Regions from separate parts of the Mus musculus genome. Here all the other regions are linked to region 1. The links are chromatin contacts, called in public HiCAR-type and promoter capture Hi-C maps. All regions are on one chromosome and are shown on one strand. Each heading gives the region's core, a stretch centred on a gene start, on an enhancer-like site or on the middle of the called end of the contact. The rest is flanking DNA. Distances are from core to core; before and after follow the strand shown.

Region 1 (4,460 bases), core at 1,029-3,528:
AATTCATCTGCAATACTCCCATTGCTTAAAGTTCTGAGGTAGTTGGGAAAACATGCCTTAGGAGGCGGCTTAGGGTTTCCGTTCCTGTGAAGAGATACTATGACCAAGACAACATTTACAAGGTAAACATTTAATTGGGGCTGGCTTACAGGTTCAGCGGTTCAGTACATTATCATCATAGTAGGAAGCCTGATAGTGTTCAGACAGGCATGGTGCTGGAGAAGGAGCTGAGAGCTCTACATCTTAATTAGAAGGCAGCCACCAGAGACTGTGTCTTGCAGGAGGCAGAGCTTGAGCGCTAGCAGATGGTTTGCTCATGTGGCTTATGGGGGGAAAAGCATCCTTGTAACCTAAAAGTATAAACTGAAACAGTAAATGATGGAGAAGAAACTGTAAAGCTTTATCAGGAGAAAGAGAGCTAAGATTGGTTATGGGGTGGGAAGGCAGAGCAGTACAGAGTAAGCAAACCTCTTATGGAAGAACATGGCCTATAGGACTTCCACAGCTAAGGAGAAATCGGTGAGTGGCTTTAAACTTTAATTACAGGATGACTTTCTTCTGGGGAAATAATTCAACTGTTGACTTTAGGTTGGAGGTAAATACTAAAGCTGTAAAGGTTCTGTGGCTCTTAAAAAGTGTATTGCACGTCCCCCTTGATGGCAGATTATCTGCTTAATAAGTGTTTTCACCGAATATTTTGAGCTCATTGTTGAGATACACTGCTCAGAAAATTAAAAATATATACATTATTTTCAAATTATTGCTTCTAGGTTAATGTACCTAGTTACCCCAAAGCTTCAGTGCAGGTGTCTAGTGAGATTGATATTCTTTTCATGGCCATGGAGCAAGGAGTCACTTTGGTTGTTACATCTTTTTGTTTAAGAAATACATTCTAGGGAGATAGCGGAGAGTGAGCTCAGAGGTTATGAGATCACTCTTCTCTTGCACAAGATCTGAGTTCAGCTCTGAGCACCCATATTGTGTGGCTCAGCCTTGTCGGATAGAGTAGTGATCTCTTTCTTTGCAAACCAGAACTTGTGTTTATTTTTAACACGTTTCTATAGGTGCCTCCTCTTCTGCCAGCCAGGAGCTTGACTGAGCAGCCATCAGCTTCAAAGCAAATCCTCTATCAAGAGAAAGGTACTGTGCTGAGAATTCAGTCAAAATATTTAAACATTTTGATATTTATACTCTGTTTAGACATGATGTATACTTACTGGACCACAACACAGAAACCAGAAAAAAAAATTAAAATTTTCTTAATTGCAATATTTATCACTATGGACTGGATCCAAGCCTAGCTTAGACATGATACAACACACCTGTATTGTTTCCAAACAAGGCAGCTGAGTTATATGAAAAGTGGGGATTCACGTGTAAGATCTGAGTGTGTCCAATAAGTCGGTTCTCCTGTCTGTACTATCATTAGATTATTTACCATCTACTAGGTGGTAAGACACAGTATTTTCATGAACAGATGTCTCACAACAGGGAATTTCCAGAAAGCCAAATAACAAGCGAACCTTTTCCTCCCCTGGAATTAGCTCTGGTGATTACAAAACAACCAAACAAACAAACAAAAAAAAAAATTACTCCACAGAAAAAAATTCGAAGGACATACAAAGCACTTGGTAAACACACTATTGAAATCCTCAGAGGAGAGACTTTTATGTCTACTGAAGATAGAATTCTCCCTTTGGAAAAGATACTGGGAGGCCTGCTTCAGCATAGCTGTATAATTTTTTTTCTCTTAAAACGTTTAAACATTTAAAGCCTTAGTAATTTTCTTGGCAAGAATAAATTTCTCTCTGGCTTCATTTTTCTCAGTTCCTTTTGAAGACATCGTCTCTGCCTTTTTTTTTTTTTTTTTTTTTTTTCCTTAGCAGATCGAATTCTTTTGGTTTAGTGGATTAATTGTATATTTGTTTGGGTATTATAATTGCTCAGCATCGTGAATTCCGTTTTATGTAACTTTCTGCCTTTTTATGAAAACCACAACTCACATCAAGCCTACCGCTCTGGCAAAGAGCCCCGCCCTCTCTGGCAAGAGGTCCCGCCCCTTCTTTCGGGCCCCGCCCATCCTGCATTTGCTAAAGCCACGGGAGGCGGGGAAAAGAGAGAGGCACAACCACCGCGAGACTTAAACCGTCTTCTACCGGGACCTCAGGGACGGGACATGCGCAGAGGTGCTTTTTGAAGCCAACACCGGAAAGAGGGGCGGAGCGTCCCGACTGGTCCTGCGCGTTCGCCTGGAGCGAGCGCTCCTGCTGGCCTCCTCAGCTGGCGCTGGCGGCTTCCGGCCTGGGTGCCAGGCTTCACCCAGCGTGCAGCGCGCATGCGCAACTCCCGCAGGTGAGTGTGGCGACTGTGGGCCCGGGATCTGCAGCCTGCGAGGAGGGCCGGGCCCGGCGACAGGTGCCTGCAGAGCGGCTGAGGTAGGTGAGGGTGCGTGCGGGCTCTGGGGTTAGAGTCGCGGCGGAGGGAGGCTGGCTCTGCGCGTCAGGGAAACTCCGAGGGCTCCTGCGCAGCTCCGGGATCCGGAGTGATCGGCCCTGCGAGGCCCCGCGGCTCGGCCCCAGCCCGGACGTGGGCCGAGCCCTTCTCGCGTGGGACGGGTGCTTGCTGCCCACGCTTGCGTGCTGAGGCCCTGTCACGAGCTGTCCCTCCGGCTCCTTCTTCGAGGATAACTTGCCTTGCAGGCTGGCGGTGCGTGGGACGACAGGTAGCTGGGAGGGATGCAGAGGCCGCCAAGTTAGGCTGGCAAACTCTCAAGCATTACAGTCGCCTGCAGAAGCGCCCTGGCTCCTGTGCATTGTGTGCACTTTGACGCTGCAGGTAGCGCTAGGTTGGTGAACGAAGATGTTGGTTTCTGGTTAAGGTACCCTGTGGGAGGAACGGTATTGTTTACAGTCTTGCCTTTTCACCGTGGTGCCTTTTAATCCACTTGGCTTGAATTTATCATGGCAAGTCTATGTTTTTCTCCTACGTGTTTGCCTTTGCTCCTGTATTTGCCTAGGTCCCATGATCGCTAACACCACTTTATTCTTTGTCTAAGCTTTTACTCTTTGTCTCAGTTAGGGTTTTACTCCCGTGAATAGACACCATGACCAAGGCAAGTCTTATAAAGGATGACATTTAATTGGCACTGGCTTACAGGTTCTGAGGTTCAGTCCATTGTCATCAAGGTGGGAGCATGGCAGCATCCAGGCAGGCATGGTGCAGAAGATGCTTAGAACTCCACATCTTCATCTGAAGCCTGCTAGCAGAATACTGGCTTCCAGGCAGCTCTTGCAGTCACACACTTACTGCAACAAGGCCACACCTATTCCAATTGGTCCAAACCTTTGAATAGTGATACTCCCTGCCAATCACACTGTTAATCCATAAAACTAGTGTGTGTGTGTGTGTGTGTGTGTGTGTGTGTGTGTTCTTCCCTCCTCTGTATAAGGATCGATCGAAGTTTTGTTAACGCTTTGGGATTGTCAAGCTCATTGGAATTAAAAGAGCAGTGGTGTGGGGTTAAATACAACTAACATGTGAGACAGGCATTTATTTCTGATGTAGTGAGAGGTTTGTCTTCCTAGTTGTTGGCCATCAAGTATAGTATTATAATTTGTCTTCTTTAATGGGATTGTTTCTTAACTGAAAATTTCTACCAAACATGAGTGAAACTGTCACAGCATTTGATACATGAGATCATGGTTAAAGTGTTTCTTACCTGTTAGTTTTGTCCTTGAGGTGACCAATTACCAATCCCTTCTGATGGGAAGACACAGTGGGGTGTTCTTGTTGCAGCAGCTTGGTCACACCTTGTTGCTCACACCTGGGTAGATAAGAAAACAGACAGGATAGGAAACAAGACTGGTCCCCCAGGCTCAGCAACCAGCATCGGACTCCCTACTCCTAGGCCCCATCTCAGTTCTGACATGTAATCTGTGAGGAGCTTTTATAGCCAAAGCACAGCAGCTATTACTTGACTTAAGTCTTCTTATCAATTTACCTATTTTGAAGAGTTCACATTATATAACAGACTTAAGTTTTGTGTAAGGGCTACTGAGGAATGTGCCTAGTATCACAGGGTTATTGTTAAGATAAGGAACTGGGTTAGGATGTGCTTCATGAAATGAGGATATTTTCACTGTGAATGAAAGTCAGAGTCTTGTGTGTGAGAGTCCTAGAAAATATCCAGTAGAGGAGTGAGGCCCAGCCTAGGTTTGTGCACATTAGGGCTGTAAGCCTGAATATTGCAATGTTTATGTTTTTGTTTGGAACTATTTCCTCATAAAAGATATATCACCTCAGTGTTGGTAACCTTCACAGCAGATGTACATTGTTAATTTTCCTGGAGTCTAGATTTGCAGTTAGCCAGAGGCTTTAACCAGACTTGACTGTATGGACTCTATTCTCTTAGTTTTCCTGTCTTTATCCTGCCTCACACCAACTATTCCATTTGTCATTTA
Region 2 (4,460 bases), core at 1,023-3,522, 1.9 Mb after region 1:
GACTCTAATGCTCTGAAACTGTAAGCCCCAAATAGCTCTGTCTTATCACAGCCATAAAAACATAACTAAGGTAAAACGAGGTCCCATGAGTGAGCCCTGATCCAGTGTGACTGGTGTCATGGAAGGGGACATTAGGACATAGATATAGAAGGAATGTCAAAACTCAGAGAGAAGATAGCACGTACAAGCTAAGAGGGGCCTTGGAATATAACCAACATCTTGCTGTTGAACTTCCCTTCTCTCCACTGTGAGGACATAGATTCCTGTTGTTTAGGCCCCTCCATAGGTTCTTGCTATGGCAGAGCTAGCAAGGGACACTTGACTCTCAATGGATGCATATGAGTGCGACTTCTTCCTAGGCTCTTTTGACTTCAGGAACGTTTTCATATTCTTAAGCCACACTTAATAACACTGGCGTCCCACTAGTTTTTTGTCTTATTTTTTACTAGAAGGGTGTTCATGGGGATCTAATTGTCTCAGTCGGAGTTCCTATTGCTGCGATGGACACTGTGACTGAAAGCAACTTGGGGAGGAGAGGAGCCGAGAAGAAATGAGTGAAGAATTTAAATCCGCAATGGACAGCAGCAGAAATACAACAGACCAGCAGGGTGATGCTGGCACACACCTTTCACCTCAGCACTAGGGAGGCAGAGGCAGGAAGATCTCTGTGACTTTGAGGTCAGGCCTCTATGTGAATTTGAGGCCAGACCGGTCTACAAAGTGAGTTCCAGGCCAGCCAGGCAGGGCTACACAGAGAGACTCTGTCTCAAAAACCCAACCCAACAAAACAAACAAACAAACAAACAAACAAAAAACAATAACAAAACCCCTGCAAACCAAAAGAAACGACAGTGAAACAGTAAACAATTAAAGGGTTAAAATGAAGCCTGACAAGGTGACTAAGCCTCTGATAGATCACTTCAAAGTCTGAAGCAGGTGCAGAGAATTTGAGTCCCTGTCTCAATAAATAAATAATAAGAGACAGGTATAGTATGGCTGGATGGCATATCCACAGGTATTGCCGTATAGTCTCTATATTTTAGGAATAAGATGTGTATTATGTTGTCTAAGTCTTGGTGTTGGTTGGTTTTATTTTTTTTTGAGACAGAGTTTCTCCTTGTAGCCCTGGCTGTCCTGAAACTAGCTCTGTAGACCAGGCTGCCCCTGAACTCAGAGATCTGCCTGCCTCTGCCTCCCAAGTGGTGGAATTAAAGGTGTGTGCCACCACCACCTGGCATGATGCTTATTATGACAAAATTTAAACAGAAGAATTAATATTGGATGGAGCGGAACTCACCTCTAATCCCAGCATTCAGGAGGCAAAGGCAGGAGGATTGCTGTGAGCTCAGGGCCAGATCCTCCCCCCACCAAGTAAACAAAAGTACCCCCAAACTCCTGTATTTTCAAATTGTCTGTCATTGTCCATTCTCTTTGGCTGTGACTGCTCTTACCCCATTCCTAAAATGGTTTTTTGAGAGTACAATCTACATCAGGCTATACATGTATCCTTAAGGGATACCATAAAAGAAGTACAATTATCTTTTCTGAGTTGTTTGTAACGTGAGAAAGTGCACAACCCCCAACGTAAGGCAGTAATCAGCAGAAAAACACAGGTGACTAGAAAGAGAGGTGTTCTTTCTATCTATCTATCTATCTATCTATCTATCTATCTATCTATCTATCTATCTATCTATCTATCTATCTATCTATCTATCTAGTCTTGAACCACATCTGACTTCAAGGAATAGCTTTTGAGTGACCTAGAGCAAACAACCCCTCAATGGGTTGAGAAACGGGAGCCTGGAGCTCGTTGTGGGAGCCATTAGTGAGACTACTGGGGCTGACACTGATCACCAAAAATACTTTTCCCAGTGCCCAAATTCTAAGAGACAAAGCTGGGACCGCGGGGGAACCATGCTGCCACGTTAGCTTCTAGGTACAAGAGTTAATTTTCCTGGTTGCTTGTAGTTGAAACCCTCTTGGATTTCCCCTTCTTAGTAGCCCAGAGCCGTGGGATAACTCTCAGAGGCCGTTTGCCATCGTCCTACAGCAGCCAGGCAAAAACAAAACAAACAAAACAAAACCCTAAAACAAACTCTTTGGACTACTTGTTCCAGAATGCAACGCTCAGACTAGAACGTGATCACCCGAGAGCCACTAAGCGGACCATCATGCAACACTCTTCGAAGTAGGCGGGCTCCGTGAGGAGACGGCCCAGTGTTTCCTAGGCAACTCCAATCCCGCGACAGACGGCACTTCCGCTTCCGCCTAGGAAAAGACTGTCTACTCCTGCGTCTCGGTGGCGTCTTTCTCCCGCGCCTGCACGAACTGAGGTTTTGCGTGGCGGCGGCGGCACCGGCAGCGGCAGCGTCTCTCACTTGAACGCCGCGAGCGGCAGCTTCTCGTCTGTGTCCTGACCTCGGAGCCTACGAGCAGAGCGGCGCGATGACGGACCGGTACACCATCCACAGCCAGCTGGAGCATCTGCAGTCCAAGTACATCGGCACGGGCCACGCCGACACCACCAAGTGGGAATGGCTGGTGAACCAGCACCGCGACTCCTACTGCTCCTACATGGGCCACTTCGACCTCCTCAACTACTTCGCCATTGCCGAGAACGAGAGCAAAGCCCGCGTGCGGTTCAACCTGATGGAGAAAATGCTGCAGCCCAGCGGGCCGCCCGCGGACAAGCCCGAGGAGAACTGAGGTGAGCGCTGCCCAGTCTTCCCCGTGTGCCGGCTGCGAGCCTCCTTGCTCCTGCATCTCGACCATTCCGTGTTGGCTGTGTCGCCTGACCTGCGTACCTGTGGAGGATTCGGAACAAGTCATGGAGAGACTGTCCGGGTCCGCTCCTTGTGAACTGTGCAGAAGGAGTGATCCCAGCATCGGCAAGCGAGGGAGAAGACTGCACGAGAGTGATGCGCATTTCGAGTCTGCTTTTCGATAGTTGATGTCTTCTTGCCTTTTTAAAAAACCATATATATATAAAGTTTAGGGTTTGCTCTATTCTTTGGTATGGATTGCTGTGTTCTTTGGGAGGTTATTAGGAGAGGGTTCTGTGGATCAAGGTTTTGTGAGAGTATAAATAGGAAATGGGGGCAGAAGCACAGGGCAAGTCCTTAAGTCGTCACACACACTTTTATGATATTATCCCACCTCAATAGTCTTCACGCGTACAGTGTGTCTGGTCCCAAAGAAACCTTGAAGCGCGGAGATTGCCCATATCCCTTTCCTACCCTTCCCTTTATGCGCTACCCCTTACCCCTTTTTCTTGATGATTACCCTTTGTGTCTTCAGAAATGATAAACTGGCAAACAAGTGGTATCACGTCCCCATCCTGCTCAGCGCCCCATTCCCCCCACCCCTCTTCCCTTTTCACCAGAGCATTTTCCAAAGGTTTGAGGGCATACATTATGCCAGCTTGAAGAGTTTACAACTTTAAAAACCATGCTTACAATGCTACTTTACTGAGATGTCATTTGAGAACAGATTTTAAGGAATCAAGAGAAATGGCCATGCAGGTGTTTTCCGGCCAGGGCAGAGGACCCAAGAGCAGCAGTGTGTTTGACTTACTGAAGGAAAACCATAAAAGCAGTATGAGTCACCAGCATACCAGTGTGGTGGTGCACACCTTAATCCCAGCACCCAAGAGGCTGGGGCATCTCTTGAGTTCAAAGAATGTGTTGGTGCACACTTGGTCCAGGTGCTTTCGAGGCAAAAGCAGAAGGATCTCGAGTGTAAGGCCAGCCTGGTCTACAGATCTAATTTCAGGACCATCAGGGCTACACAGAGAAACCTTGTCTTGAATCCTATCCCCAACTCCTCCACACAAAAGCAGTATGCTGGGAAGGGATGAACAATAGAAAACACCAGGACAAGAAGACGTGGAAGCTGGTTGGTGACTCAAAGTTTTTATGTGGGTTATAGCTATTGGCTTTCAGCAGAAGAGAAAACTAAATGCATTTTTAGTAACTTATTTAAAAGTAACAGTAGCTGGGAGTGGTGGCACATGCCTTTAACCCCAGTGGGGAGGCAGGCAATTGGATCCATGAGTTCAAGGCTAGCCTGATGAGCATACTTCAGGACAAACGGGGCTAATAGACCCTGTTTCAAACAAACAGAAGTAACAGAATTCAGGAGGGCTGGCTTTGGAGGTAAGAGTCCTTACTGTGTAAGTCCAGGAACCAGTTCAGATTTCTGCTACCAGTGCAAAAACCCAAGTTCATATAGCCCCAGTACTGTGGAGAGGATAGCTGGGGCTTTCTGACTGCCTGCTCAGCTCCAGGTTCAGATAGAGATGGTGTCTCAAGACAGTAAGGGGAGGATAGACTGGAGAGATGGCTACATGGTAAGAGGACCCTGACTTGGTACTCAGCACCTACATGGTGGCTCACAACTGTCTGTAACTCCAGTCCCAAGGGATCCACTAACTTTTGTGACCTCTGTGGACACCAGACAAA
Region 3 (4,460 bases), core at 1,464-3,963, 1.8 Mb after region 1:
CTCCTTCATCTTTCTGCCCTCCCCTCTGCTCGTCCCCACTCCCCCAGTGCCCAGGAAACAGACTGGAGCTTCCTGACCACAGAACGCTGCTCCTTCTGCTGGGCCACCCACCCTTCCAAGCTCCTGGACAACCCTCATCTACAGTCAGGTTCACTGTTTAATCAACGCTCCTTTCCGCTAACCATGAGTCAACCTGTGCCAAAGCCCAGAAATGCAATGCTGAATAACACACTTTTATCTTTTCTTTCCTCTAGAAAATGTGCCTCTGAGGCCGCGGAGGGAGAGATGAAACGTAGAGATGAAAGCTGTTAGGTTGGGCAGATGCCCTTTGCTAGTGGGCCACCTCAGAGGACTGGGAGATTAGGTCCTCCTTAACCCTGGAGCTTCCGGTCCAGGAGACTCTAGTGAACGCCTGGCACCTGTTTATGCTGCTTCCTGTGCACACATATTTAAGATAAAGTTTAAATTCACAAATTATTCACAGCAAGAGATTAACAAGAATTAGAGGTGGAACAATTGCAGCAATATGGTTATAATTAATTTGGTGTGGATGTTTTTCCTCTCAGAGTATCTTACTGACAAGTGTGGTGGCACCCACCTTTAATATGAGTTCTCAGGAGGTAGAAGCAGGCAGACAGATAATTTGTGAATTCTGGGCCAGCCTGGTCTGTGTGGTGAATTCCAGGCCAGCCAGGGCTACACAGTGAGACCATGTCTCAAGTAAAATAAATCAAAATATACTACTACTATTCTGGAACTTTCTATTTCAGAGCTTGGGTAGCAAAAATCATGGGAGTCAAGCCAGTCCTCAGATGGGGAGCAACTATTGTATCAACTGGTGAGTAGACAGCTGCTAATCACTCCTAAGTCACTCTGGTGTTTAAAAGAGTGCCCCCAACTGCCCAGGGATGATAACAGAGACTGGGTTTGCCTTTACACAGCTGCTAAGTAATGTGAAACATGGTTAATTCAAACACTTTAAAAGCCATGCCTTCCTAATGGGCTTTTAAATCATAGACATATGCTAATATGCTTTTTAAATCATGCATGTATTGAATGAAAACTAGGCTGCCAACCAAGACAAGCAGATGATGAGAACCCAGACCTTCCCTTGCTGTCCCAGCAGTGATCCAGGATACTCTGATCCCCCACACTGGGGCACCTTCTTTGGGTATAAATTTCCCATAGCATCCATCTCACGGTGTTGGATGTCCAGGAGAATCTGCTCAGCTGTGGCCCTGGCTGCCAGGATAGCATTGTGTCCATATTGCATGCATGGACCTGGATGAAAAGGCTGGAACAGACCAGAACCTTGCAACTGCTGTCTAAGGCTGACCTCAGCTCAGCCAGGATATGCAGTTATTCCTGTCTCTACTGAGCTCCTAGATAGGGAAGTCTATTTCTTAGAGCCTTTATCCAGCCTCAGGGAGACTCAGCATCTTAATGTCTGGCTCCAGCAACCATCTACTTTCTTCAAAAGCTTCTATATGTTTTTTTTTAAGGCACTAATTTGGTAAAAATAAACTTTCTGAAATATTTTAAATTTCAGAGTAACTTACAATCACTTCATTAAATGTCCAGTTTCTACCAACTAGTGAAAACAACAGCCAAATGGTTATTGGATAAAGAAATTAATTTTCTCTTCAGCTTCTGTGGGAAAGCACATGATTTTAAGGGTTTATCTCAGATCAGCCTAGTGACCCTAGCTGGCATGTTGTCCCATCAGGCGCTCTAGGAAACTGAAAACTTGAATAGTTACTTCCTAGGCCGCCTGCCCCAGTTTGACAGTACCAGACTGAATCTTCGGTCTTATTCAAAGTACAGGAATCCAACCTCACTTTTCAAAAGCGTATTAACAAAGCCTTGCAATTGTAGTAGACTTGTGACTCATTTGTGGATACCCGTGTAGAAACAACAGCTCCTCCCTCTGCTGAGAAATGGCTCTAATAAGTGTGAGAGTCACAGGAAGTAAAACGCAGGTCTCAGCTGATGTTCGCGGAGCCAAAGAAGCCAACAGAATTCCGTGGTGTGGTTCTCTAAGCAAAGCCATCAGATCGGTTTCCTAAAACAAACTACCCCAAATCCTCCGTGGGAGCTGTTTCAACGCGGTATCAGTGTTCCTGTATTTCCTGGCTCCTGAGTCATACTGTCAAGTTCAAGTGGAGAAGTGTCCATTCTGATGTGTTAGAGAAAGTGGCGACCGAACTGAATAAAACACCTCCATTAAATAAAAACAACAAAAATTCAAAACAGAAGTTGCCTCAGGAAGCTTCAGAGTCAGTCTACATTTCTGAAGCACTTCTGATAACGCATTATATTCTTAAACATAAAAAAAAAAAAAAAAAAAAAAAAAAAAAAAAAAAAAAAAAAAAAGCTCTCGGCTCTAGGTGAGAAACCCAAAGCCTCGTCCTGAAGGTACCTAGAGGCACAGAGGGAACCACACCCCAAACCCACCTGCAGCTGCGCAGCATCCCTGCCAGCGCGGTCCACCACTCCAGCCAACCCCGAACCTGGGTCCCCGATGTCGAAAGAGTTAGAGAGCTAAGCAGACTCGCGGGACAAAACGAACCGTGATCCTGCGGGGCGCTGATCCAGCGTCCGGACGCCGGGAGGACACCGCGGCGTGTCCCCGCGGCTCTGCCCCCTCCGCTTCTTGCTGGCCCGGGCTGCGCTTCTCAGCCGGGGTCCGAGCCCTGAGCCGCAGGGCCGCGTCTGGTGCTGCTGGCTCCGCCCCTGCCGCGCTGAGGCTGCACAGCTGGGGACCAGGGCCCCGCCCCGGGGACGCCCTCGGCTAGGCGCGCAGCTTCCCGTCCCGACTGGGGTCGCCACGCTGCGGGTTGCTGGGAACCTAAGCACGAGCCTTCTTCCCCTCCTGTGCACCCCGAGATGCTGCGGGCGACGGTGTGGACCACCCGGGAACTTGCTCTTTCTTCTTCCTTGCTCTGGGATGGAGAGATGGGCGGGGCGGGATCCATCGGACTTTCCGCGGGAAAACCCCTCAGCGCGGATGACTTTTGCAGTCCAGAGTAGTTCCGAAACTAGGGCACTAGAAACCGTTTCTGAGCGTGGGTGTGGCTGCGCCAGCGGGGACCCGCACGACTGCCTAACCCGAGGTTGTGGACCACGTAGACACTGAGCCCCGCCTTCCACTAGCCCCTTCCTGCCTGCTGTCAGTGGGACACCCACAGGAGTATTGCCACGACCTTGTCCTCGTTGCCTGGCACCCTACTGGGGGCTCAGAAACAGAAAAGGGGCATTCTGGCTAGGGGGTGGGAAACCGCTGGACAAACAAGGTAGAAGGCTAGCCATCAAGAAACAAAGAAAGTATGAGAGGAGGGGCTGGAGAGATGGCTCAGTGGTTAAGAGCGCTGACTGCTCTTCTAAAGGTCCTGAGTTCAAATCCCAGCAACCACATGGTGGCTCACAGTGGCTCACAACATCCATAATGAAATCTGACGCCCTTCTCTGGTGTATCTGAAAGACACAGCTACAGTGTACTTACATATAATAATAAATAATATTTAATAAATCTTAAAAAAAGAACACAGGAAGAAAGAAAGATGATATGCATTGATAGGAAGCCACCGCCAGAAGAATTTGAGGAACAAGGTGTTACGGTAACCCAAAGTTATCCATCTAATGTGAAATGACCGATGAATCGATCTACTAATGTAAGGCCAGGTAAGGCCAGAAAGACAAATCTCCGGGGCAGAGCAACTTCAGGCAACTTAAGCAGAAACTCCACTTTCATGGAAAAGAAGCTTGTCTCTGCACTCTAAGTGTGGGCCAGCCTGCTCCTCACCTCAACAGAGGACTGTATGGAAAGGAGACGGAAAGTAGTTTTTACCACACACAGAGCAGCCACACAGTTCACCCAATACACAAGGTCAGATACTTAAAGCCAGGTAAAGGTAACACTTTATCCTTGGGGCCTTTCTCCTCCATGCCCCAGCCTTCTGTTTTGTTTTGCTTTTCATTTGTTTTGTTTTGTTTTTTTGAGTCAGGGTTTCTCTGTGTAGTCCTGGCTGTCCTGGAACTCACTCTGTAGACCAGGCTGGCCTCGAACTCAGAGATCCACCTGCAAGTACTTGGATTAAAGGCGTACAGCACTGTCTCCCAGCTCACCGTAGTCTTATCATGAAGGAAATATCCAATGAAACCTAGCAACCCAACACCCTTAAACCTCCCTAGCTATGGGCCTGGGTGATAGCTCAGGGGATAATGCAGTTACCCTTTAGCTCGAGGAGCTAAGATTCCCCACAACCTACATAAAAATGTGCCTGCAGAGCCTTGGTGAGGCAGGAGACCAGCCAGGCTTAAATCATTGGGAAGTTCCCTGCCAGTAAGAGACCTAGTTTCAAAGGTGATAAATGATGTTATGACAGTGAGTAGAGGTTGCCTCTGGCTCAACAAGCACAAATCCACTTGCACTCCCCCACCCCCACCCGCAAAAATGCCTG
Region 4 (4,460 bases), core at 740-3,239, 1.8 Mb after region 1:
ACACTAAAATAAATGAATAAAAGTGAAAGACCAAAAAGCTAATCAAAACCCCCAAGCCCCAACTGACCGCTGAGGACTGAGAACGCTTCTGGTGTAGGAGTCTTCCAACTGACCACGATGTCTGTTTAACATTGATGGCTCATGCAAACAAACACACACGCATACATGCATACACACATACACACATACATATACATATCCCCCTAACTTCATAGCTGTCTTCAGCATTTGAAAGGAAAATGCGTAACTGAAACAAAGATTATTGACGCCAAAGAAGGGTTTCATCATACAGTTAAAACAATGCTCATGAAAATTATTTCAGTGATGAGTTATTCTGCTTAATGGAAGATCTTTTTTAAATAAATAAATAAAGATTAAAAGATTTGGAGGAAAAGTCAACTTCCTGTCTGTAACTTAAGACAGTTATTAAAAAACAAAAAAAAAAGATAAGGTTTATTCAAACAAACTTACCTCAAGTTTACCAGTAGGTGTCACAATTTAAATATGCTGATATCATTTCCCACAGAGTTCCGAGTTTTTCGAAAAATATTTTTCTACGACTCCAGATAACTGAATGGACCTGAGGAACACGTGAAAATAAATGATCAATGGTAATAACCAACGTTTCCGAGGTTTTATGATTGTAGAGAGGGGTTTATTTAATCAGTGTCTCAACTTATTCAAAAGGCTGGGGAGTTCCTTGAGCCACGCCTACAAAATGTGTTTAAGATCTTGGACTGCTTTGATAAAAAACACTTTTGGAGAGAATAGGGTGGCACACGCCTTTAATCCCAGCACTTGGGAGGTAGAGGCAGGAGGATTTCTGAGAGTTCGAGGCCAGCCTGGCCTACAAAGTGAGTTCCAGGACAGCCAGGGCTACACGGAGAAACCCTGTCTCGAGAAACCAAAAACCAAACCAAACCAAACCAAACCAAAACAAAAAAACCCAAAGAAAATAGGAGAAGATAAAAATCGAAAATATTTCAAATTCTGGGTCTTCATGGTCAAATGGTACATTTTTGAAAGACTGCATGTGAACACGTTAAACTTTGAGGGGGGGGGAAATGAAAAGAAAGGAAAGAAAGAAAACAAAGGGAAAGGAAGAAAAAAGAAGGGGGTGGGGAGCGGACAGAGGAAAGGCAAAAGCGGACTTGTTTTTTTTTTTTTTTTTTTTTTCTTTTTTCTTCTGTGCAAAAGTACTTTTGCAAAAAGTTAGCCAATACCAGACCTCTCCGGGGAGCCTCTTCCCGCCTGGCTCAGGTCGGTTCCTGGAGACACGGTCGCTTCACTGCGGGAAATTGGGCTGCCTTGTAGCAGCGCCCTATTAAGGATTAAAGAACATTTCTTTCAACTGAAATAAGACTTCTAAATTTCCAAAAGCTCTGGACCTAAAAACAACTGACAGACCGCGGCAAGGAACAAAACAGCAACTTTACCAGGAGTGGGGTTCGAACCCACGCAGACATATGTCCATTGGATCTTAAGTCCAACGCCTTAACCACTCGGCCATCCTGGTGCAGGCGTGCTCTCTTCTCTTTGCTGTTCCTACAAAGCTCACAATACCGTCCTCATTTTCCCCAGTTACTCGAGGATGCTTCTGCGCAGGCTGCGCGGCGCTTTCCCGACCCGGCTACAGAGACTCGGAGACTGCCGCCGGGGTTTCGCGCCGCCGCCGCCGCCGCCGCTCACTGTCGCCCCGAGATCTCGGCGGCAGCGAAGGAACTGCAGGAGCAGAGAGCGGGACAGAGCTCTGGGCCGGCGGGCGCCGGCTCTCCTTGCTCACTGTAGGTGCGCGGGCGCGACAAACAAACTCCACAGCTAACTTCTGGGCTCCGGAGCGGAGGTGGGAGGGGTCCCTCGGGCGGTGTAGGCACGGGTCCGCAGGGCAACCATCAGTGTGTTTCTTCTAAATCGAATAGGTTCCCGGGGCCCGGCACCTGTGCGCGCGCGGCTTTCCTTCCTCGCCAGTGTTACCACATGCCGGAAGGAGGTTCCGGAGAAAGAGGAGGTTCCGGAGAAAGCTGTGTGGTCAGGGCAGTGTGGCCCAATCCCCCACCCCCTCCCTGGTTGTGTAGACACTGTCCCCTTTGCTCTGCTTCAAATGCAGGGTCAAGACCTCCTGGATTCCTGCCACCCCTACAGCTCCCCTAGAGGGCAAACTCTTGTTTTAACTTGTCTCCTGTTTTAGCTCCCCTTTTGTTGTTGGGACAAAACACCCACAACAAAAAGCAATTTAGGGTACAGCGGTTTATTTGCATTACTTCGGCTGTTCCTCAAAACCTTGGCTCTACCCCAGGGTTCAGGCTAGGTGTTTCTGCAGCTGCAGGCAGGGAGCTGGTGGCTGAGCCTTGCTCTGGCTGTCCCACCTTGTCCCTCTCCCCTAACCCACCCCCATGTTTGGTTTATACAGGTCTGGTGGCTTCAGTCTTTGACTGTAAACCTAGGATGCACTGTTTCACAAAGTGCCCCACTGTTTCAGACCTCCCAGTGGCTCCCTCAAACATTTTCTCAGTTTCACTGTAATGATCCAACTGCTCTACCATCTCTCACAGCTCTGTGACCCCCAGGGAACACCCAGCTTTTGGTTCTCTTGAGTCCTGGTTAAGTCTGACCGGACTCCTTACGAAGGAACTCTACTCTAGCATCCAGACAGCTCCTGTCTATCTCCCAATGGCGGGAACTCCACTGACCTTTGCCTGACCATGTTCCTCAATAGTACCTTTAGGGCATCCAGGGTAAGCACTCAGAGAAGTACACCAGAGAGCCTAGGTCCTCAGGCCTTGTTCTCTGTGCGGACACTGTGCTAGAGTCTGGAGGCAGCCTGTGGAATGTAACATGGGGTCAGTAACATGGGGTGATTACCTCACCAGGTGATCAGAGAGAGGCCTGAAGCTGCACGCAATGGGTGTTAAATGCAAATGAGAACATGAGAACATGTGCACTCTATAACCCAAGCATTGCTCTAAGCTCCCTACACACAGTTTTGTCTAGCTTGATTTTTTTTTTTTTTTTTTTTTGAGATAGGGTCTCACTATGTAGCTCTGGCTGTCCTGGAACTCTCTATATAGACCAGGCTGTCCTTAAACTCACAGAGACCTGTCTGTCTCTGCCTCCTAAATGTCAGGGTTAAAGGCTTAGAGTGAGTACCACTCTTCAGGGGCTCGGTTAATTTTCTTAATAACTGTAATGTAGGCGTTCCTATCCTCATTTTGAATGAGGCCATAGAGATCTCTTGCAGACTTGCTCAACTAAAGGAAGCCCCCTGCCTGCACTGCTGCTGTTGCCCGGGGCTGCAGAACTTCTCCACCAACCCAGCTTTGCACCGGAGGGTTCTTCTCAGAAATATTCTTTCTGGTGCTCTAGACGATTGCATTTCCGTTTTCTGGCCTCAGTTCAGGGATGGGTCTGGAACACAAGTTAGTTTTTAATCAGAGTTGCAAGTAATCCTTGGGTTCCTTGGGAAGAGATGTCAGTCAGTCATCGATGGAGCATATCATATTGTGATAAGGAGTACCGTAACAGTCATTCACACCCCATATAGTGTTCTGTGATATGAGGAGCTCATGGAGCTACCTGCAGTTATTTAGCCAACAGCCTTCAACCATCAGGTGCTGCTAATGACTGTGTTTAAGTCTTCAGATTCCAGTCCCAGATCCTCAAGTGACATCCCCTCACCCAAAGCCACTAAATCCTCTAAGTGCCCAGAGGCCATAGAAAAGAAACCCACCTGGCCTCACTATACATTAAAAAAAGAAAAAAAGATGTATTTATTTACTATGTAAAGTGTTCTGTCTGCATGCCAGAAGAAGGAGGCACCAGATTTTGATATAGATGGTTATGAACTATCATGTGGTTGCTGGGAATTGAACTCAGGACCTCCAGAGGAGCAGCTAGTACTTTTTACCTCTGAGCTGTCTCTCCAGCCCCCATACATTTTTTTTTAAACTCTTGATTTTCAGTATCTGTGGACATAATAAAAATCACTATTGTTTGGCAATGCTTAAGTTTGTATGCTGAAGCGAAGCAGATCTGAGGCTGACAATCTCGGAGCATTGTGATGAAGCACTGAGAGTATTATGAGATATGTCTTCCACCTTCACTGGGAATCTTCTGGGGGAAGATGCTGCTCCTGGGGGAAGACGCTGTTTTCCATATCTACATCTTCTGTGAGAACAAAAGTCTTATCCCTAGTAAGTAGCTGCAAGGGAGTCCAGGAAGCAAAAGTTCTAGTGTTTGTTTTACGATGGTGTCCTCAAGTATGAGAAATTACCCAAGCACAGGGAAAGGGTGTTCAAGTGAGGCTAACAATCTCAAGGCATAAAAAAACACTCGCTTTAGTGTTTGAAGGAAACATGGAAACCCTTTCATAATGGCACTTGCTATAGCCAACAGTGTTAGCCCATACATTAACTAGATTTTATAACGTAATGACTGTCAGGTTAAGAAGCTATTTGGGCATG
Region 5 (4,460 bases), core at 1,219-3,718, 1.3 Mb before region 1:
GAAATTACTTCTCAAAGTCTACACTAAGTACATCACACTCCAACCCCAACAGAATACTGTTCAAAAAGCACATCACAGCAGAAGAGCAAGTGTTCTCTATCTGTATGAAAATAGAGAATTCTTACCTTTCTCTGCAAAATTTAAGTGAATGTAGTACGGCAGGCCTTTTTTGACGTAAATTCCATAAGTGTAGGGTGTCATCAGCCAAGGCACTCACAAGGGCTCCCTTGAAAATAAAGTATATTTTATATGTGACAAATTTTACGCTTCCAAATAGCTGCTAAAATATCCTGTTAAATTTAAAACCTTTTTATCAATAGATTATAGTTCTAAGAAATATTTGCCACACCCAAATTCTAAACATCAGGTGGAGAAGAATATGTTATATACACATATATCTAATTAATGTTTTCACTTCTTACGTAATTTACCATCTCTTAATACAAAAGTATGTTAGGATCTAGTGGGATGGCTAAAATCTCTAAAATTATTAGATATTAGACCACAAATTATTTAATCATTCATATATATGTATATATGTATATATGTACATATATGTGTGTATATATATGTACATATACATATATGTGTGTGTGTATATATATATATATATATATATATATATACACACACACATACATATTGTCTTGACTAAAACAAAATATAAAGTGACCTCATGTAAGACAAATCCTAATAGAAGTCCTTTACTTAGGTTATAACAACAGAATATGACAGTCGTCAACTCTGAACAACAGAAAACACTGACTAATCGGTCACACCCTGGGTAAGAGGCACAGAGGGCTCAGTCTTGCCCAGGCTAAACAGAATTTCCAGAGCCGGAACCTCTCCAAGAGTGTTTTCATTAAAGCCCTAGAGAAGACAGGAATACAGTAATAGAATAACAATCTGTACACTAAGGGGATTAGTCACACGTCCAAATTTATTATAATGCCTTTGCTCACAGGGCCAGCTTACTGGCCCATCTTTCATATATATTTTCGGACTTATCCTATAGATCCTAAGAATTTAGGGCAATAATAATGTTCAAGGCCGGGCGTGGTGTTGCACGCCTTTAATCCCAGCACTTGGGAGGCAGAGGCAGGTGGATTTCTGAGTTCAAGGTCAGCCTGGTTTGCAAAGTGATTTCCAGAACAGCCAGGGCTACACAGAGAAACGCTGTCTCAAAAAAAAAAAAAAAAAAATGTTCAAATACTGTCCTCAAATGTAAAGAAACTGGGGACCCTCTCAAGCAGTCTGTCTGCAGCAGAATCTCTCATGCTGCAAAATGGAGTTTTCTCTGGCTGCTTTCATTCTTCACATTCTCAGAAACAAAGCCAGTAAGCACAGCGCACTTTCAAATGGAAGCTGCTTCCCAGGGATATGTTGAGACACTTTGTCAAAGTACTTTCTTTTACTTATAATGAATGCTGAATTTACCACTATTTCAATACAGATTGTTTAATGCTATGCAACTTTCGAAAATCTTTGAAATAATAGTGAAAATATACCATAAGGTAACAAAAATATTTCTATTTTGCTTGCAACATTACTCTGAGAAAACATATGTGTGACTATTTGCAGTGGCACCTTAAAATGAATAATGACTGCATCTGACTCTCAAGAAAGTAGGTTTTTGTTCAAATACTTCTAAGTCTATGCAAGCAGCCTGAAGAACTAGGTGTGTTCTACTTTGGGTCTGAGTAGAAGGAGTAAACAGTCACTAACCTCATTAATCAGGAACTGGAGTTGGATCACTGCTGCTCCGCTGTCGTGCTGGCAATAACATTCCACTCCTGGACGACCAAAGCTGTCATCAGCCCCATTAAGGAGTTTTTACCATGCACGTTTTTAAAAGAAACTTTTGCGTTATGTAACTAATAAATATCCTGATGATCTAATATTCAATCCAGGCCACTTGATCGCCATCAATGTCCCAACGCTTTTTGACTTTCATGGATTCGGACTACCAAGACTCTGAACATGTAAAAGCACACATTAACTAATAGTCTCTACGTGCCAGTCTCTACGGGAAATGCCATATACATCAGTTCATTTAGCTGTCAAAATCCAGATGGGAACAGGAAGCACAGGCATTAACTAACACGCTCTGTGTCCAACAGAGAGCAGCAGAATACAGGCTGGCTCCACAGAGGCCACTGTCCTCTCCACTGCCTCCTTTCCTTTTTCCCAAGTGCTTGGGAGGAACCTGGGTTTTCTGCATATTTGTGCAAGTACATATTTTTGGGTTACATCCCTAGCCCTATTCTCTGAGACACACTGAATAATGATCAAAACAACAAAAAAAAACCCACGCACATTTCCGGAAGTTTTTGTGAGGTACTGTTACGTGCATTATACTTCATTAACCTGAAACGGGAACACAGTCATTTGGCACATTGCTAGTCTAGTCTCGGTAGGTGATAAATAATCAAAGTAAGAAGACGAGCTGCAAGCTGCAGTCGCTGCAGTCGCTGCAGCCCTCTGTGGAAGCTCACAGACGGCATCTCGTATTCTAATGAGATGTGCCAAGATGTCTGCTTAAGAGCAAACACATTCACCCTAAGTCAGATCCCAGTTTGTATAATTCTCTTTTCTTGCTCTGCATGACCTCAGGGCACTTACGGAAAACAAATGCTCTTCCCCAGGCCTTTATATCCTTCTAGCCATGGATCTTTTTGTATTAGTCAAAGACATGTTCTTTGAGTTTAGGTCTGTCACCTGGAGCACAGAGTTGGTTTTCAGGAGTAAAACACAGCCATAACTACCCTATTATAAGATTTCTACGTGAGCCTTGTCTCTGCAGAACTCTGAAAGGTACTAGCATAGCAATGAGCCGTATGAGTGTAGCACTGAGAGCCTGTGAGCTGGGTGTGGTCATGCACATCTATAATCCCAGCACTCAGAAGGCAGAGGCAGGAGGATGTCAAGCTTGAAGTCAACTGGAGATGTGAGTTTCAAAAACTAATGAATATAGCTCATGTTACAAGTGAGCCTAGTTTGCATAAACCCTGGGCCTCAGTCTCCAATAACACATGCATCAAAAATTCTCATTATTTGTTCTTCAGTCACCTACAGTTCTCTTAACCACCCTGGATAAGATAAAAATTGTGAAGACTAGCTTTGTGATTTTTAAAAAAAAAAAAATTTATTTATTTTATGTATATGAGTGCACTGTAGCTGTCTTCAGACACATCAGAAGAGGGCATAAGATACCATTACAGATGGTTGTGAGCCACCATGTGGTTGCTCAGAATTGAACTCAGGACCTCTGGAAGAGCAGCCAGTGCTCTTAACTACTGAGGCATCTCTCCAGCCAGTGAAATCTTCTTAAAGTAGACATTTTAGTTTTTTTTTTTTTAAACAAACCTGTTTTGCAATTCAGATTTTAACAAGTTATACAATAGTATGGAGGTTTGTCTTATGAGAATATAAAATATGATAGACCAAACCAGATGTAAAAATAAAACAAAACTGATTACTAGAAGCAAAAATTACAAAAGCAGTTTTCCTCACTAGGGCTGTAGCCCCCTAGCTTTGAAAATTCTCTTTACTTTGGCTGTCAATAAATATTTTATCACAGAAAATGTCATCAAGTTCAGAAGTCAACTTCATCAAATTCAAGAAAGCTTTTATTCTTGTGCTACATAGAGTGCTATATAAAAGTATGCTACACAACCGAATGCAGCTACCTGTCGGTAACAATATGACATCTTACATCACTGAAAACTCTTACCATCTATTAAATCATAGGCATTATGCCTTAGTATATCTTTGTATAGTCTAAGAAGTCAACTTCTCCAAAGTTGTTGATTCCATCTCTTCCCCTTCAGACACAGCAGAGAGCAAACTGGCAACCTGAACAGAGGCTGGATCAGGACAGTATCATAGTAAGTCGGGGGCGGGGGAAAGTTATCACAAAAGATAGCATTGACAAAACATAGAACTTAGAAGCCAGGCAGTGGTGGCGCATGCCTTTAATCTGAGCACTTGAGAGGCAGAGGCAGGCGGATTTCTAAGTTCGAGGCCTGGTCTACAGAGTAAATTCTAGAACAGCCAGGGCTATACAGAGAAACCCTCAAGAAAAAATTATAGTAAGTAGCTCTGACCCTGGTAGTACGTATGAATTTCAACTCTACTGCAAATATAGTAAGCCCAGCCTGCCAAAGGAAATGGTAGGTGGGTAGAGTGGTTAGCTAGGAAGTTTACTTTAGGTGCCACAAGACCATCTGAGGCACAATGAAAATTAAGATTTCATCTTTTAAGTCAGTTCATATGCCAGCTTAATCATCTTCACTATGACCGTCAAAGAATTTGTCAACTTCCTAATCCATAAAGTACACTAAGACCTATGCAGTCTAGTATGCAGACACACACATGTGTGAGAATTAAAACACACATGGACTCACCAAATAATAGTCTTTATGTTACTTGACTCAACACATTTGTTACACTAGCTGAAA
Region 6 (4,460 bases), core at 706-3,205, 1.2 Mb before region 1:
TAATGAGCAATACAGGCAGACTGGGGAAAAAGAAGCAAGCGAACAGATTTTTTTTTTTTTAAGAAAGGATACAGCCTTAAAGCACCAGTCTGAGTTCCTACCGCCAGGATCTTCTGAACGGGATCAAAGGCCAGGGCTGAGGGCTGATAGGGGAATCCATGGCGAACAGTCTGGGGATGGGCAGTGACATCACAGGAACCCACCGAGACAGCAGGCAAAATCCGAAAACAGAACAGCCCACAGTGAGTTAGAGTTGGGCCCAACTATACTGGATCAAAGCACACACACAGACTTAGCACTTTAAGGGGGAGTTCGGGATGGGGGTGGGGGTAGGGGGGAGGGTGGACTCTATCTTAAGGAACAAGCACAGAAGCACAAATCATTTAAACTCCTGCCTTGCTACAATGCTAGTAACTTCACAGAGGGCAATTTTCTATGAATAGCGTATACTATTCTGTTTGACGCCACGTTACTCAAGTTCGTAGTGGTCCAAAATTCTGTAAAATCATTCTGAAGTGTGATTCGTATTGCATCTTAAGAGAAATCACCCAAACGCGGTTTTATTTGAATGCTAAATTTAGGGAGGGATTTCTAAAGAAAAGTTGTCATGAAACTAATAGAAGGATTTAGTTAAAGAACCAGCATTTGCAATTCTAACGATGAAAATGGGTGCGAAAAATAATCTTGTAATTTTGTATTACGTCCGGAATAATTTTAGGACATAAGAACCGAATTGTACGTAGGCTTTTAAATCACCGCTGTAGGAAGGACCTAATGGCTATCTAGGAAGCAGGCGATTCTGGATAGGGAGGCTCATATGCCTTTCTCACCTAGCAGCTGGGAATTAATCCGCTGCATCATTCTTTCTGAATTACATACAAGACCTTGTGGCAATCATCGTGCCAATTCACTGACAAAACCCTCCGCGCTAAGTTTTTAACCAAACAGGCTAAAAAGAATCCTGTGACTTCAGGTGGTGAGCCGCTCGCACGCATTCTAAGGAAAAAGTGATGCGAAAAAAAATAATAATAAAAAATAAAAAACCTGGTTGAACAGGTTTGCCTTGCCCACAGACGACGTTCATCACACACTGCTGGAAAATTTCGACGTCAGTGGAAGATAATAAAATATGCGCGAATATAAAAAGTATTTCTAGGCCACTGTTACTAGCATCTAGATGGGGATTAAAGGCAAGGGTTGGGTTGCCTTGAAATGATTGCTTTTTATGAAAGGGAAAAAGACACCGACTTATAAGAAGTAGGGGATCTCTGTCCAAATCCCCCAGCAAGGCACGTCTGTCAAGGGTGGGGGGCGCCTTCTTGGAGCGCTGAGCTCCATTGGCGCGCTCTGCCCTCGCGCTCCCAGGTGCTGCCCAGCGGCCCCCTCAAACGACCCCAATCTTCCCACGACAGCTTGGCCGGGCTGCGCGCTCCCCGCTCCCTTCACCTTGCAGAGTTGGAAGTGTTCGGACTGGAGCGTCTCCTGGATCTCCGGCTCCCGGTTCCCAGGCGGGTGCTGCTGCTGTTGCTGCTGTTGCGAGGCCGAGGACGAGCCTGCGGTCAGGCCGTCCAGCACCTTCCTGATGTTGAATTTCCTCATGGTCTCGCCCAAGGGTCTCCCCGCTGCGAGGCCCAGGTAGGGGAGGAGGCACCGGCTGCGAAGGAGTCCGAGCCGCTGAAGCCGAGCGGCGGCTTCGACCGCGGGGAGCGAAGGAGCAGCGGGGAGCAGAAGATAATCCCAACAGGAAGGGCTGCGACGACGGGCGGGCGGGCGCGCGGCGGCGAGCCTTCTTCCTCCGAGGCCGCCGCGGCTGCAGTGGCGCCGGACGCCGCCTCCTCACCTGGTCGCGGCCGGGCTCCCGCCGTCCCGCGCCGCTGCCGCCGCATCCATGGCCCGCAGCCCGGCAGTCCCCCGGCAGGTCCCGGGCTCGGCCTCCGTTCAGCGCAGCCGCCCGGCCCGCATGGCCCGGGCACCCGGGGCCGGTCTCCGCGCCGCCTGTCGCTCTCTCCCCGGATGCTCGCTGTCGCCTCCCGTGAGCCTCGGACCCTGGCCCTCAACGCTCGGTAGAGCAGGCGGCGAGCCGCGGTTCCAGCGCCGGCCGCGGCGGTGGCGGCAGCTGGGCCTCCGCGGAGCGAGCTGCCCGGTGCGCATGCGCGCCGCCGCCCCCGCCCCCGGCCGGCGGCTTAAATCATCCTCCGCCGAGGACCAGGGGCAGCAGCTGGCGGACCCGCGGGCTCAGTGGCCCGCGCCTCCAGCCCTGTCACTCACAGCTCCCGCAGTGTGGTTTCGGGTTTGCTTGTATCTGGGCTCGCAATGGAACATCCAGGCAACGATTAAGTCAGTGGCAAGATGACAACTAAGAGACACCCAAAGGGAGAGAAGCCCAGCCTCCTTCATGAAGGTGTTGCTGGAGGTAAAACGAGGCTGGCGGGTGGAGGAAAGACTGGGGTCGGCCCCCTAAGGGGAAGAACTCCAGCGATCTCACCTTGGTCACCCATCATCCTGAATCCATTTGGCAGGCAGGGTGGGTGGCAGACAGCACTCCCCGCCACTCCTTGTTACAAAGTCCCGTCTACCTGCCAGTTTAATTAACCAATCGACAGCCCCCTGGAGTCTCTCTGAGATCATCCGGCGGGAGAAGGAGGTGAAGTTTTTTCTCAGATCTGACCGCCAATGTTCCTGCATGTCTCCCAGAGTGCTAAGAGACAGATGAGTGGTTCAAGTTTCCATCAGTGGAGAGAAATTGGTGCTGAGGGCGGAGAGAGCAATCCTTCTGGCCAGTGCATTCTATAAGCAAAGGTGATAGGGCTGGATAATCAGAAGGGGGGAATCCTTGGAAGACCTTCTATAGCCGGGGGCGGGGGGGGGGGTTGTACAGCAAGAAGCCAATCTTAGGTTTAGAAAGACCCCGCCCCTACCGGGGCGCGAGGGTGGGGTGGGAACAGCAATGCTACTAGGATTTGTTAGTTCCGCACCAAAATCAGAAGCACCTCCCTTTGCTTCGTTATTGGCTACATTCTCTCGTTCAGGACAGTCTCCTCACAGTATTGGCCTATGGGCAGACGGAGCTAGCCTTCAAGAATAGTAAACAAACCAATTAGGCTTGGCGCACAGGGCATTTCGGGAAGTGTAGTTCTCTAAAAGTTCTGTCCACCAAGAAGAAGCCTTTCAGTTGGAACTTTTTAAAACTTTGCTCTACGGTTTAAAACTTGTTGAAGTAGGAAGTTAATTCACGAAAGGGGGATGACGTAATAAACTAAACTTAAAGTCTTTCCTAAACTATTTGTAAGTTCCTAAACTATTTGCCTCTAAGCCTTTGGTTTATTTAATTCCCTGAAATACATTTTGTCTAGTTTAACACGTTGTATTGGGCACAGAGAACTTAAAAACGCAATACTTGTCTTCAATACATGGGTTGCTGTGTCAAGGGAACGACCTCGCATAACCAAATGTAAAATCGTATGAGTTCAATGGTGGGGGTCTGATGACGGACATTGAATTAGCCAGAGAAGGGCTGGAAATGAGGATAGCCATCTAAAGCTGAATAAGCAGGCAGTGATCCAGAGATTCAAGAGGAAAAGATCTTCCCAAGGGTGTAGAAGGGGACTTTTAAAAATTGAACTACGTAGGTAGCATTCTTAAAAATCCGAGTGACTCCACAGAGCAAACTACAGAACCGGTAAATAACATCCCTGAATTCTATGATATGTTTTTCCACTGAGGTATCAACTAAATTTATTGAGTAAATCATCATCACTCATTTAAAAACTCTAGGGAAATTACAATTTTCTGTCCAGAGGCCTTGCGATGAAGTACAAGGCTTCACTGTGCCTGACAGGGGTTGGAGTCCCTGCCCTGTCTATCTATGCAAACATGGGCACCAGAAACAGATTCATCGTGTGAGATGCTTCATGTGTAGAAATGAGATTTATTACCTAACTAGAGGGAGAGGATAGAATGAACACAAGTGTTGGTATTCCATTGCCTTGCCTAATGACCCTTTTCAAAAATCTCAATGTCTTGGTCTATCAGGAGCTTTGAGACCAAAAGGAACTTAAAGGGGCCACCAAGTTAAGCCAGGCCCCTAATATTCTGCTGTAGAGTTACTGCTTTGATTTTCATCTTATCTATCTCATCAGATTATTAATTCATCCTGCCGTGCCCACGAAATCAATCTAGAAGAGCCCTAGAATTGAAGATGAATAGATATTGGCTTTATAATATTACATGACAATGGAACATATCCAGAAATTCATTTAGTAAAAAAAATAAGACCCTTAACTAGTTACTATTATAGTAGCAAACATAAAATTATGTGCCCTCAAATTCCTTTTATTTCTTTTTTACTTTGTCTTTATTTATTTTCCCTATGTGTTTATTTGGTGTGGGGTGGGTGCCACATGGAGGGACCATGGACAGAGATGTCAGAGGACATCCTTCTGGAGATAGTTCACTCTTCC

Evidence for each region. Promoter capture Hi-C pulls out the DNA fragments that hold promoters and counts their contacts. HiCAR-type assays count read pairs that join an accessible place to other places.
Region 2: a contact with region 1 is called in a promoter capture Hi-C map of pre-B cells, with 12 times the contacts expected there. The contact joins the promoter of Sf3b5 here to the promoter of Shprh in region 1. A contact is called at or near these places in 3 of 39 promoter capture datasets (embryonic stem cells, liver and pre-B cells), 1 of 484 Hi-C or Micro-C datasets (liver) and 2 of 115 datasets of contacts at active chromatin or transcription factors (astrocytes and large pre-B cells).
Region 3: a contact with region 1 is called in a promoter capture Hi-C map of pre-B cells. The contact joins the promoter of Stx11 here to the promoter of Shprh in region 1. A contact is called at or near these places in 2 of 39 promoter capture datasets (hippocampal neurons and pre-B cells) and 1 of 9 other capture datasets (embryonic stem cells).
Region 4: a contact with region 1 is called in a promoter capture Hi-C map of pre-B cells. The contact joins the promoter of B230208H11Rik here to the promoter of Shprh in region 1. A contact is called at or near these places in 4 of 39 promoter capture datasets (hippocampal neurons, liver, pre-B cells and 1 more) and 1 of 115 datasets of contacts at active chromatin or transcription factors (astrocytes).
Region 5: a promoter capture Hi-C map of hippocampal neurons shows a contact between it and region 1, with 2.9 times the contacts expected there. The contact joins the enhancer-like site here to the promoter of Shprh in region 1. A contact is called at or near these places in 6 of 39 promoter capture datasets (the C10 cell line, hippocampal neurons, liver and 2 more).
Region 6: a HiCAR-type map of astrocytes shows a contact between it and region 1, with 5 times the contacts expected there. The contact joins the promoter of Stxbp5 here to the promoter of Shprh in region 1. A contact is called at or near these places in 6 of 39 promoter capture datasets (the C10 cell line, hippocampal neurons, liver and 1 more), 7 of 484 Hi-C or Micro-C datasets (B cells, CD4 T cells, cardiomyocytes and 3 more), 1 of 115 datasets of contacts at active chromatin or transcription factors (astrocytes) and 3 of 9 other capture datasets (adipose tissue, liver and pancreatic islet).

What each region holds. Positions count from the first base shown.
Region 1 is chr10:11,147,152-11,151,611 of GRCm38.p6, forward strand. Shprh (SNF2 histone linker PHD RING helicase) reads left to right here and starts at 2,279. Exons shown (of 30, transcript NM_001077707.1): 1 at 2,279-2,435.
Region 2 is chr10:13,006,178-13,010,637 of GRCm38.p6, forward strand. It overlaps Sf3b5 (splicing factor 3b, subunit 5), which reads left to right and starts at 2,273. Exons shown (of 1, transcript NM_175102.4): 1 at 2,273-3,006. The coding sequence starts at 2,446. The coding sequence ends at 2,706.
Region 3 is chr10:12,961,546-12,966,005 of GRCm38.p6, forward strand. Stx11 (syntaxin 11) reads right to left here and starts at 2,714. Exons shown (of 3, transcript NM_029075.1): 1 at 2,455-2,714.
Region 4 is chr10:12,921,138-12,925,597 of GRCm38.p6, forward strand. It overlaps B230208H11Rik (RIKEN cDNA B230208H11 gene), which reads right to left and starts at 1,990. Exons shown (of 3, transcript NR_038028.1): 1 at 1,437-1,990; 2 at 472-580. n-TLtaa3 (a tRNA gene) reads right to left here and starts at 1,516; the gene lies at 1,434-1,516.
Region 5 is chr10:9,864,888-9,869,347 of GRCm38.p6, forward strand. Stxbp5 (syntaxin binding protein 5 (tomosyn)) reads right to left here. Exons shown (of 26, transcript NM_001081344.2): 3 at 1,726-1,807; 4 at 126-226. Among named protein-coding and RNA genes, the nearest start is that of Gm25635, 15 kb to the left of the region's middle. Within about 2 kb of position 2,469, at least 8 of the 459 cell types and tissues checked have an H3K27ac peak or open chromatin away from gene starts, as enhancers often do. A contact at or near this core is called in hippocampal neurons, where this site is marked.
Region 6 is chr10:9,899,085-9,903,544 of GRCm38.p6, forward strand. It overlaps Stxbp5 (syntaxin binding protein 5 (tomosyn)), which reads right to left and starts at 1,956. Exons shown (of 26, transcript NM_001081344.2): 1 at 1,447-1,956; 2 at 73-170. The coding sequence starts at 1,599. Gm46210 (a long non-coding RNA gene) reads left to right here and starts at 2,229. Exons shown (of 3, transcript XR_001779713.1): 1 at 2,229-2,413.